2 separate regions of the Mus musculus genome follow, and region 1 is linked to region 2. A link is a contact called in public HiChIP or PLAC-seq data. All regions are on one chromosome and are shown on one strand. The core of a region is the stretch at or near the end of the contact, and the rest is flanking DNA. Distances in the headings are between cores, read along the strand shown.

Evidence for each region. HiChIP or PLAC-seq counts read pairs in DNA pulled down with a chosen protein or histone mark.
Region 1: a BATF HiChIP or PLAC-seq map of CD8 T cells shows a contact between it and region 2, with 9 read pairs. The contact joins two enhancer-like sites. A contact is called at or near these places in 1 of 15 datasets of contacts at CTCF or cohesin (CD8 T cells) and 1 of 115 datasets of contacts at active chromatin or transcription factors (CD8 T cells).

The regions. Positions count from the first base shown.
Region 1 is chr1:61,420,883-61,425,293 of GRCm38.p6, reverse strand. No RefSeq gene overlaps it. Among named protein-coding and RNA genes, the nearest start is that of 9530026F06Rik, 45 kb to the right of the region's middle. Within about 2 kb of position 1,818, at least 8 of the 459 cell types and tissues checked have an H3K27ac peak or open chromatin away from gene starts, as enhancers often do. A contact at or near this core is called in CD8 T cells, where this site is marked.
Region 2 is chr1:61,136,306-61,140,945 of GRCm38.p6, reverse strand. No RefSeq gene overlaps it. Among named protein-coding and RNA genes, the nearest start is that of Icos, 160 kb to the right of the region's middle. Within about 2 kb of position 1,490, at least 74 of the 459 cell types and tissues checked have an H3K27ac peak or open chromatin away from gene starts, as enhancers often do. A contact at or near this core is called in CD8 T cells, where this site is marked.

The DNA of each region.
Region 1 (4,411 bases), core at 569-3,068, 280 kb before region 2:
CACTTAAAGGTATGTTCAGCTCTTGCCTTAAGTGTCTTCAGTCTAAGGAATAAGAAGAATGTGACCTTAGACTCATCCATGACTATGCCATATACTATTTACCCCTACCCATGTTTTCCCTACATAGTGTGTAGTAAGACACTTGGGGTAGAAAATGACTGACAGCTTTTTGTTTTTTGTTTATTGTTTATTGTTTTGTTTTCTTAGCTTTGCCACTGGCTTTCAAATGTGATTTTACACAAGTCCCTTTGCTTCTCAAGGACAGAGTTGATTGCGAAATTAAGGCTTTAGAATAGATTTTCTTCCATATTGCCTTCATAGATTAAGACTTACATTATTCTTTTTCACGATTTAATGCATCTGTAGTTGCCACAAACATCTTAATTGAAAAAAAGTCTAGTGGTGACATTTTATTGAACAGTTTCCACTTTCAAATCATTGCTCCAAAGCCAATATAGAATTGAAAAGTGAAGTAGGAAACAATTATAGATTAAAGAGAGTATCAGGGAAGAGGATGGTCTCAACCTCAAAGATACCCTTTGTAGGTATATGTTCCAAAGAGTGTCATACCAGCCTGGTACAAAAGTGGAAGATATTTTGAGAGAAGAAAGCTCTCTCACAAATACATAGCTCTGTTGGAATCCCACTGCTCCTGCGTTACAAGGCTGTGTATAAAAACAGCTATGAATAAGCCAGCTATTGTCAGAGTAACAGAAGTAACATTATTGAACTCTATACCCTCCAAAAAGAAAGGCAACCTTCAGAGTTGACTGTTACTCAGACGTGTAACTAAAAAAGCATTTGAAATCACCATCAAAGCATCAATTGCAGGGCAGTGTCTTCAAGAATAAGAGCTGGGTTGGAAGCAGAGAGCCAACATCCATAGTGGTTATATTATTATGGCCTAATACCAACATCTAAGCCATAACCTTCACCAACACATTGGTAAGGGATGATAGATAGTGAGCCATGAACCACACTTGATCCCACTGGTATTTCACTGGGTGTGTTCACACTTACCTGTGGTTTTGCTGTGTGTAATTTACTTAAGAGGATAAAAAGTTTTTCTCAAGTAATTTAAAAATTGCCTTTGAGGCTGAAGAAACATCTCAGAAGTTAAGAGTATGTTCTGCTCTTGTATAGAACCCGGGTTTGGTTCTCAGCACCCAAGTCAGGCAGCTCACAATAGCCTATAAATTCAGTTCTAGAGGCCCAGTCTCAGTGGGCATATGCATTTATGGCATTCACATGCACATACAAACACACAGTCATACAGACAGACAGACACACACAGTTGTTAAATATATGGAAAAGACCTTTTAAAACATGTTACTAGTCTTCCTTCCCTCTGTTTTTGCTCCCTCCTTCCTTTTCTCTGTCATCACACATGTTGCTGGCTGTTGGCAGATGCTGTGTGTATACTAGTCAACAACAACAACAACAAAGCTGATGTTTGCCCCATCTCAGTTTGTGAGTTTTTAACCCAATGCAAAACCTCTCTCAGTCATATTTAGAAGAAAAAAAAAATCAACAAAGGGGGTGGAGGGAGATAACATTTTCATTTACTATTAAGGTCCTCAGGACCAGAAAGAACTCACTGCTCAAGCATAAATGTCCTGGCCGAACAACAGTTTTAAGGTACTCTCCAGGTTGTGACATCTGCTTAGCCTTCTAGGGAGGCAGAAACCATATAGTTAAAATGCAAGTAAACAAAATGACCTTCTAGATTCAGTTCACTTCTTTCTATATGTATGAACACATCCATCCATGGTCTACCCCCAACAGCATCTGCTACAGATCAGTAATTGGGCAGCTAGACATTCATAGATGACAGATGTGGTTCTTGTCTTCCCATGATTCACATACATGACTCATTATAAGAAAGAACCCCACCCAAAAAAGTAACAACCTAGACAGGAAGCCATCTAAGAAAACTCTTAAAAAATGTGATATATATGAAGTGTAGCTCTCTGCAATTGATGGCTCCTAGCTGAGTGTGGGTGGGAAAGGACTCAGATCTTTTTGTTGTTGTTTTGTTTTTTACAGGGCTGACCAGTAGGAATTTGCTCAGTGAGTATATGGGCAACACAAATTGAACTTGTGTTTCCTAGTATGTTTGTTTGTTTGTTTGTTTGTTTTCTTTTCATTTTTCTTTCTTTTTCTGTTTTATTTGGGGAGGGGATAACAAGAGTGGAGGGAAGACCTGGGAAGACTGGAAGTGAGTATGATTGGGGTATATTACATGAGATTCCCAAATAATCAATAAAAGTATTATGTTGGGAAAAACAAGGACAGTGGAGACAGTAAGATGCAAATATATATAAAGTGTGGGACTGTGCAGAGAAAACAAAAGAACAGCACCATTCTGGATAGAGAAAAAGCCAGGCAAGGGCCCTTCAAAAGAGTGCTCTGGAAGCTGATTTCAAAAATCAGACTATTTTTAGATCCAGTGGTTAGGAGTCTAAGATGGAGTGGGGGGAGAGGTAGCATGTGAAGTGACTTCCACACAGGAGAAAGGACTTGCAAAAGTCATGTGTCTGTGGTGGGAGAGGCCATAGAGTGTGACACTGGATGAGCTGGAGGGAGAGGGTGAGCCTGAAGATGTGGTACTGAGCCTAGTGTCTCCACTCACAGCTAGCACTTTCATCTTGTAGCCTAGGTAATGAGAGAGCTACTGCTGAGTTGAATGTAGGATACTGATAGTGTTCTACCTCCTCTTCCTAGGCATCCTGGGGCAACATCAGGCAAATTCCTTTGTATAGGGCCATGAAGACCACAGTCATCTGTCCACTCCCCACAATGGTCCATTATGGACTGTGATCCAGAGGCCACTACTCGCACTTGTCCACCCTCAGAGGAAGTCCAGCGTCCTGCTAGCATCCTCTGAAAATCTGAAGTTGGCGGATAACACAATCCATAGGGCCGAGGCTGAGGCAAGGCATCACTTTCTCATTAAATCCCCATGAGAGGAAAACTGGGTTTCAAGAGCAAAGACACAGCTTTCTCTTGGGGTCACTGCATGCATCAACTGTTAAGTGCCATCTGGAGAGTTGAAAGTAATAAAATAAACTCAACCTATCTTAATAAATAAGCCTGAAAATGGTCACATGTTATTTAAGGATGCAATAGTAACTCAAGTAAAATAAGTACAGTGATGCAACATCACAGAAGTGATCACTCACTAACTGGGAAATGGAGCCGTTAGCCACGAGGGGAATTCCCTTATTTCATCTTTATGGGTGTTCATGTCTTCTGTATTATTATTAGTTTTTCTTTATAGGCAAGGTTTCTTGGCACCCCAGTTCATGCAGAATGCCCGCAGAAGCGTTAGCTTTCAACTTCTTGTGTTACAGATTAATATTGAAAGATTGCTTAGGTGCCACTTGCAAACTCCCAGGAGACAACTGCATTGTTACACCTTGGCTCAGATGTCACTATTGTACTGTTGACTTCTCCAAAGGAAGATGTCAGCCTCTCAACATGGCTCTAGGGCTTCGCACCTATGAGTTCAGTGGCTTCATATCAGGTAGAAGAGTTGGTCTCAAAGTAAGGGAACTAGCTGAGAGCTAAGAAGAAATGCTGTAAGTAAATCCTGTGACATATACATAATCATACCGCCTGCCATATACACCGAGGTACCCACATGATTGTGTGATCTCTCACTCCCCCCCCCACACACACTACCCATACAATCCCAGCAGCAGCAGCAGCAGCAGTAGTAGTTAAAATAAAAACTGAATTACTTAAACTTCTGTAGTCAAGAATAGTAAATAAAATTTCATTATTATATTATGGCCTTTTTATTTCCCACAACTGAGTGATTAGATTTTGTAACTTATAAAAATTTTTCTTTAAAGACAAAGAAGATTGTACGGATTGTTATGAGAGACAGTATGAAGTTCTACATATTTAGTGGCTTACAGCAGGAAATCAACTAAGTTCAGAACACATTTCGCATTGCCATAGCTATGCTTGTGGGAGACCCTACTAAACCTTAGCTGCTCTTGACTAATTATCTTGGTTTCAGATAGCTCACTATTTACAAAAGTCAAATCTTCCTTCAGATGATAAAGATTACACTTGGCAATTGTCAGTAGGAGATGCTACAGGTTTTAGTAGCAACTGCTATACTACCAAAGTGTTATAATGAAACAGAATTAAGAATATATACCACTGTTGAAAACAAACAAAAACAAATTAAAAGACAAAAGATGACTTTAGTTTCTTAAGGTGCCCACTGTTAATTCACTAATATCTAAAAGGCTAGATTACATATGCAAGATCTGCCCTGTTTGTTCTTAGAGGATTAGTAGTGTTAGTGTACTGATATTGTTAGTATCATTAATTGTTCTTATTAACCATATAGTCATTAATTTGGAAAAGACTATGTAGGTTTTAAGCATCTATATTA
Region 2 (4,640 bases), core at 241-2,740:
CCGGGAAGAGCAGGGCTCTTGCTGGGATGGGAGACAGTAATTGTTTTTTAGCATGACAGATAAGACACTCTGGCTTCTGCAGATCCCTTACAACTGGGAAACAACTGTTCTCAATGTCGATACTAAGATACTAAGTATTTAAATGTGGGCTTTCGGAGGAAGGCTTCCTTTCTCCCTGCCTGCCTGCCTGCTGTTCCTGCAGGACTACTTTCGAGTACGAATGTCCTTCTCTCACAGTTTTACACTCAAGTAGTACAAACATAGCCAATCTTAGGAGGATTTGAATATAATTAAATCAGTCCATTAAACTGGTAAGTGTGTGTGTGTGTGTGTGTGTGTGTGTGTGTGTGTGTGTGCTCACGCGCGCCCCCCACCCCCACCCCGTGCCTATCTTGAGGCCAAAGGTCAACCCAGGGTATCATTCCTCAGCAACTTTCTATCTCATTTTGGCCTGGAACTTGTCAATTAGACTAAGCTGGTTGGTCAGTCAGTACCAGGGTCCTCCTGTCTCTACCTCCACAGTGCAGGGATTAAGGGCACTGAAGCCTCTCCCCAGCCCTCAGCCCATCACTAAGAACCTTCTGAGGGATTATAGGGACCAGCCTGTGACTGGACTGGGTTCCGTGACTGGCGGATAATAAACTCTAAGAGTGCAATTCGAGAATTGCAAAGGAGCAAGAAGGCAGAAGCTAGTGAAAGACGTTATGTGATGGCAATTATAAACAGACTGTTCCCTCTGAGGTTGTACACAGAGCAGTCCCTCCTTGGGTGTTCCCATTGCCAGCTGCAGTCAAGTGGATCCACAGATGTACTATCCTTAAGCGGGAACCCATCTCCCCCAACCCCACCCCCACCCCCCGGCAGTGCAGATCCCACCTGGTGATCACCCTCTATAGTGATCCATCTAGTATCTCACTAGCTGGGCTGACAAATATTTAACCTACAGGGAAGGACATTTAAGGAGATACATCTCTAGCTTCTCCTCCTCGAGACCCAAATGAGATTCTTGAAAACATCAGACAAAACAGTTCTCAGAATAACGTTGCCTTCAGAGAGGGATTTCCCCCTCTATTTCCCCTCCCACTTTTGTAGAGTCCAGCTGTCTTTCTCACCCCCCACATCTCTACCTCCACCCCTCCCCAGCAAACTCTGGAAAAACAGTAGTAACTAACATTTGTGCCTTTGGCAATAAAACCACAGGCCTTGCAAACCCCAAATGGCAAAAAGACATTTCCATTCCAATCCCAGTTTTAAATTAAACTGTAATGAAAAATCAGCAGTGGCAGCTGGGACCAGAGACACTGATTGTCTCTAGGAACAAAAAGGAGGGGTGCGGGGCCGGGGATAGGAGAAAGAAAAGAGACCGCAAGTCAGCCTCGCTCTGGCAATAAAGCATCTGGTAAACCTTCAAGTATAAAGAAATTAGAAAAACAAATCTACTACTGAGACAAGCCAAGATGGCTGTTTCCCTCCGCAATCACAGCGAGGCGGATCACAAATCACCCTCCACTTTATCAATGGACAAGGAGGGTGAGGGGAGGCGAAAGAAATGCGCAGGCCTGTAGTGACACCTGGAGGAAGATGAGGGTAATTCTTTGGGGGGGGCGCTTCCCCGCCCCCACTCTCGCAGGGTCTGCGGATTTAGGCTCTTTCAGGAACCCCAAGCATCAAGGAGACCCCTCAGGGCTTCAAGGGAAAATAAGAGGGGCATCACTGCCTTCTTATTCTTTACATATGAACAAATTGCTTTTAGGAAAAGAACATCGACTTCAACTGGAGTTTTCCACCCAGTAATTTGAGTACTTGAGTAAACTGAACCCAATCCCGCTGTTTTAACTTTTTTTTTTTTTAAATTCAAAATCAGAATGAGATGAGATGAGCTCCGGTCTAGAAAATTTTTATTTTATAGCTTTCCAAAACTTGCAAATTCTATAGATCCTCCAGTATATACTTTCTATTTTCTGAATATCTGTGATGGGAAGAATAGAGGGTGGGGAGAATCTGTACTAACTGTACGAACCAAAGATGCTCCCAAGAGAAGGGGTTCTGAACTGGAGAGTGAGTGGGTTTGTGATAAATACAAATTCAGGACTGTGAAACCCGTGTTATAGCCTTATTTTGTTCTCAGGAGTTTTGTGTGATCTTTTGAAATTGGTAACAGTTTTCTAAAAGCCACAAAATACACGTAGGCGGTCACATGACTGTAGATATTCACAGAACAACCATGGGTAGATAGCTTGGAGCAGGGATGACAGATATCCCTCGATCCTTCCGGGAATTCTCCCACAGAGAAAAATAATCAGATAAAACTTACAATGTGATTGCCTGTTTATACATCTGAAGAAATTTCTTTATAGAAAGAACAGTTGCTGTGACCAGAAATATACAAGAACATTAAAAAACAAAAAGTATGGCCTGGCCTGGCATGGTGGTGTCCAGGGGTGGGGTGGGGTAAAGGGGGCGGGAGGAGCAGAGGCCTATGGATCTCCGAATGTTCCAGGAGAGCCAGAGCTACTTAGCCCTATCTCAAAACTGTACCAGAAAAGAGGTCAGAAGCAGCATGAAGCAACAGTGTAAAAGGAATCTAGTATTTAAGTGGAACGCCCTGCAGAAAGCTCCAATTGTTTATTTTACCTAATTAATGTTGGTTTTAATGCACCTGGTATGTAGCGCCGAGCGTGGGCACACAAACTCTGGGTAGCACCTTAGTGGAAATTCCACTTGCTCACTCGCTCCACCCTGGAAGCCTGAACTAACAACCCATCATCCCCGGTGGATCACACCACACACACCCATCCCAACTCCACCCCTACCCCGCAACTATCGTAGATCTGGCTAATGGATGCAACACCCAGCAGATCCGGCTAACACGTATTGACTTACCCAAGGAGAACTGCAGCCTTACTATAGCTATTGCTCTCTCTGTCTCTCTTTTATTATCAGATCGTTTTCAGTATTGATATTTATTATTTTAAATTATTTGTCTGTGCCTGGAGGGCAGAGGTATTGGGTTCTCTGACAAGTTACAGGCAGCAGTGTGCTGCCTCCTGCCTAGTGTGGATGCTGGAAGCTTAGCTCCGGTCCTCTGGAAGATCAGTGTGTGCTCTTAGCCTCAGAGACATGAGGCTTTTCAAATGTTGGTCTTTGTTTTATCTACAAATAGTTAAACAAAACAAATGGCTTCTTATGACTGAGTCCCAGTGGCTTCCACCCCTGTCTTAGGGTCTAGTATCTCTGCCTCCCACGGTTTGGTTTCTCTGTTTCTCACTTTCTCTTCCCGCCTCCTTTTTCCTGCCTTACTCTTGATCTCTGAGCTCTAATGAGGCACAGTCAGAGGAAAATATTCAACCTCTTTAAGAAGTTTGGATACTCAACATTGTAAATCTTCTTAAGAAATTGAACAATAAGAATATTTTATTTCATGGTGAAAGCATGAAATAAACACATACAGATTTTTCCCTCAATAAGCTTTTCCCCATCAGTTTTTGCTATGAGCCACCACACACACACACACACACACACACACACACACACACACACACCACTCTACTGATGGTTTCGGTATGCGTAGTAGAGCCTCCTTTAGCTAATGACTGTGAAAAAAAATAACATAATATTTTAGTGATGTTTCCTGAAATGGAACTATAAAAGACCTACTGTGTACTTCAAGGCTCTGATTTTTGGAGTTTGTTTTACCTTTGTTGGTTTTTGAGGGGAGGGTGTTGGCCATTGAACAAATAAACAAACCACTACATTCATCAAATGTTTCTTTGCACTACTACACTACATAAACATGTCAATAAATCCTCACCAGCTAAACTCCCACTATGTTAGAAAATATTTACACAGGGTGTGAAGTGTGGGATCAGGTCTGGTGGTGGTGGTAGAGATGCGGAAGGCATTTAAAAGGGACAAGGGCAAGGTGGGAAGATGGCTCAGTCAGCAGGTGCTTGCTTGCAAGGTTGAGGACTTGAATCGGATCTCCAGAACCCATGTAGAGGACAGGGTCTGGATGGGACAGAAAGGCACATTCTTCAGCCATTCTCCAATTTGTAAGACAATCTGTGAGAGTTTGTCAGGAGCCCTATAGTCTTTGAGTTTCTGTTTGTTTCTTTATCAAATGAAGAAGATATGTTAATAACCATGATGATTAATTGATTAATTTCAGATATTAAAATAACACTCAACTTCATTTAAGTAACTAATTTTCATTTTCTATAGATTTCCTGCTTAAACAACAGATTCCTGTGTCTGCTGTTTGGCCCTGATATGTTCCCAAGAGCAGGGCCTTGTCTAAATAATACACCAGGATTCAGCCAGAAAAGAAAATGCACATATGTTCAATGAAAATTGAGCTTCATGGGACATTTAAAGGAGAGAGTAAATTTTAATTTAATGTATACGCTAATCTTATTATAGTTAATGTTCATGGAACACTTTTCAAGAGACCTCACAGTTATAGTCATGCGTTATTTAGGAACAGGGCTGTATTCTAAGAAATTGGTTGCTAGGCAATTTTGTCATTGTGTGAACAGCACTTAGTGTATTTACACAAACCTAGGAGGTGTGAGTCAGTCATTCACGTTGACGTATTGATTTGAAGGAGAGCTGCAGTAAGCTAACCCTTACCCCTAGTCCTT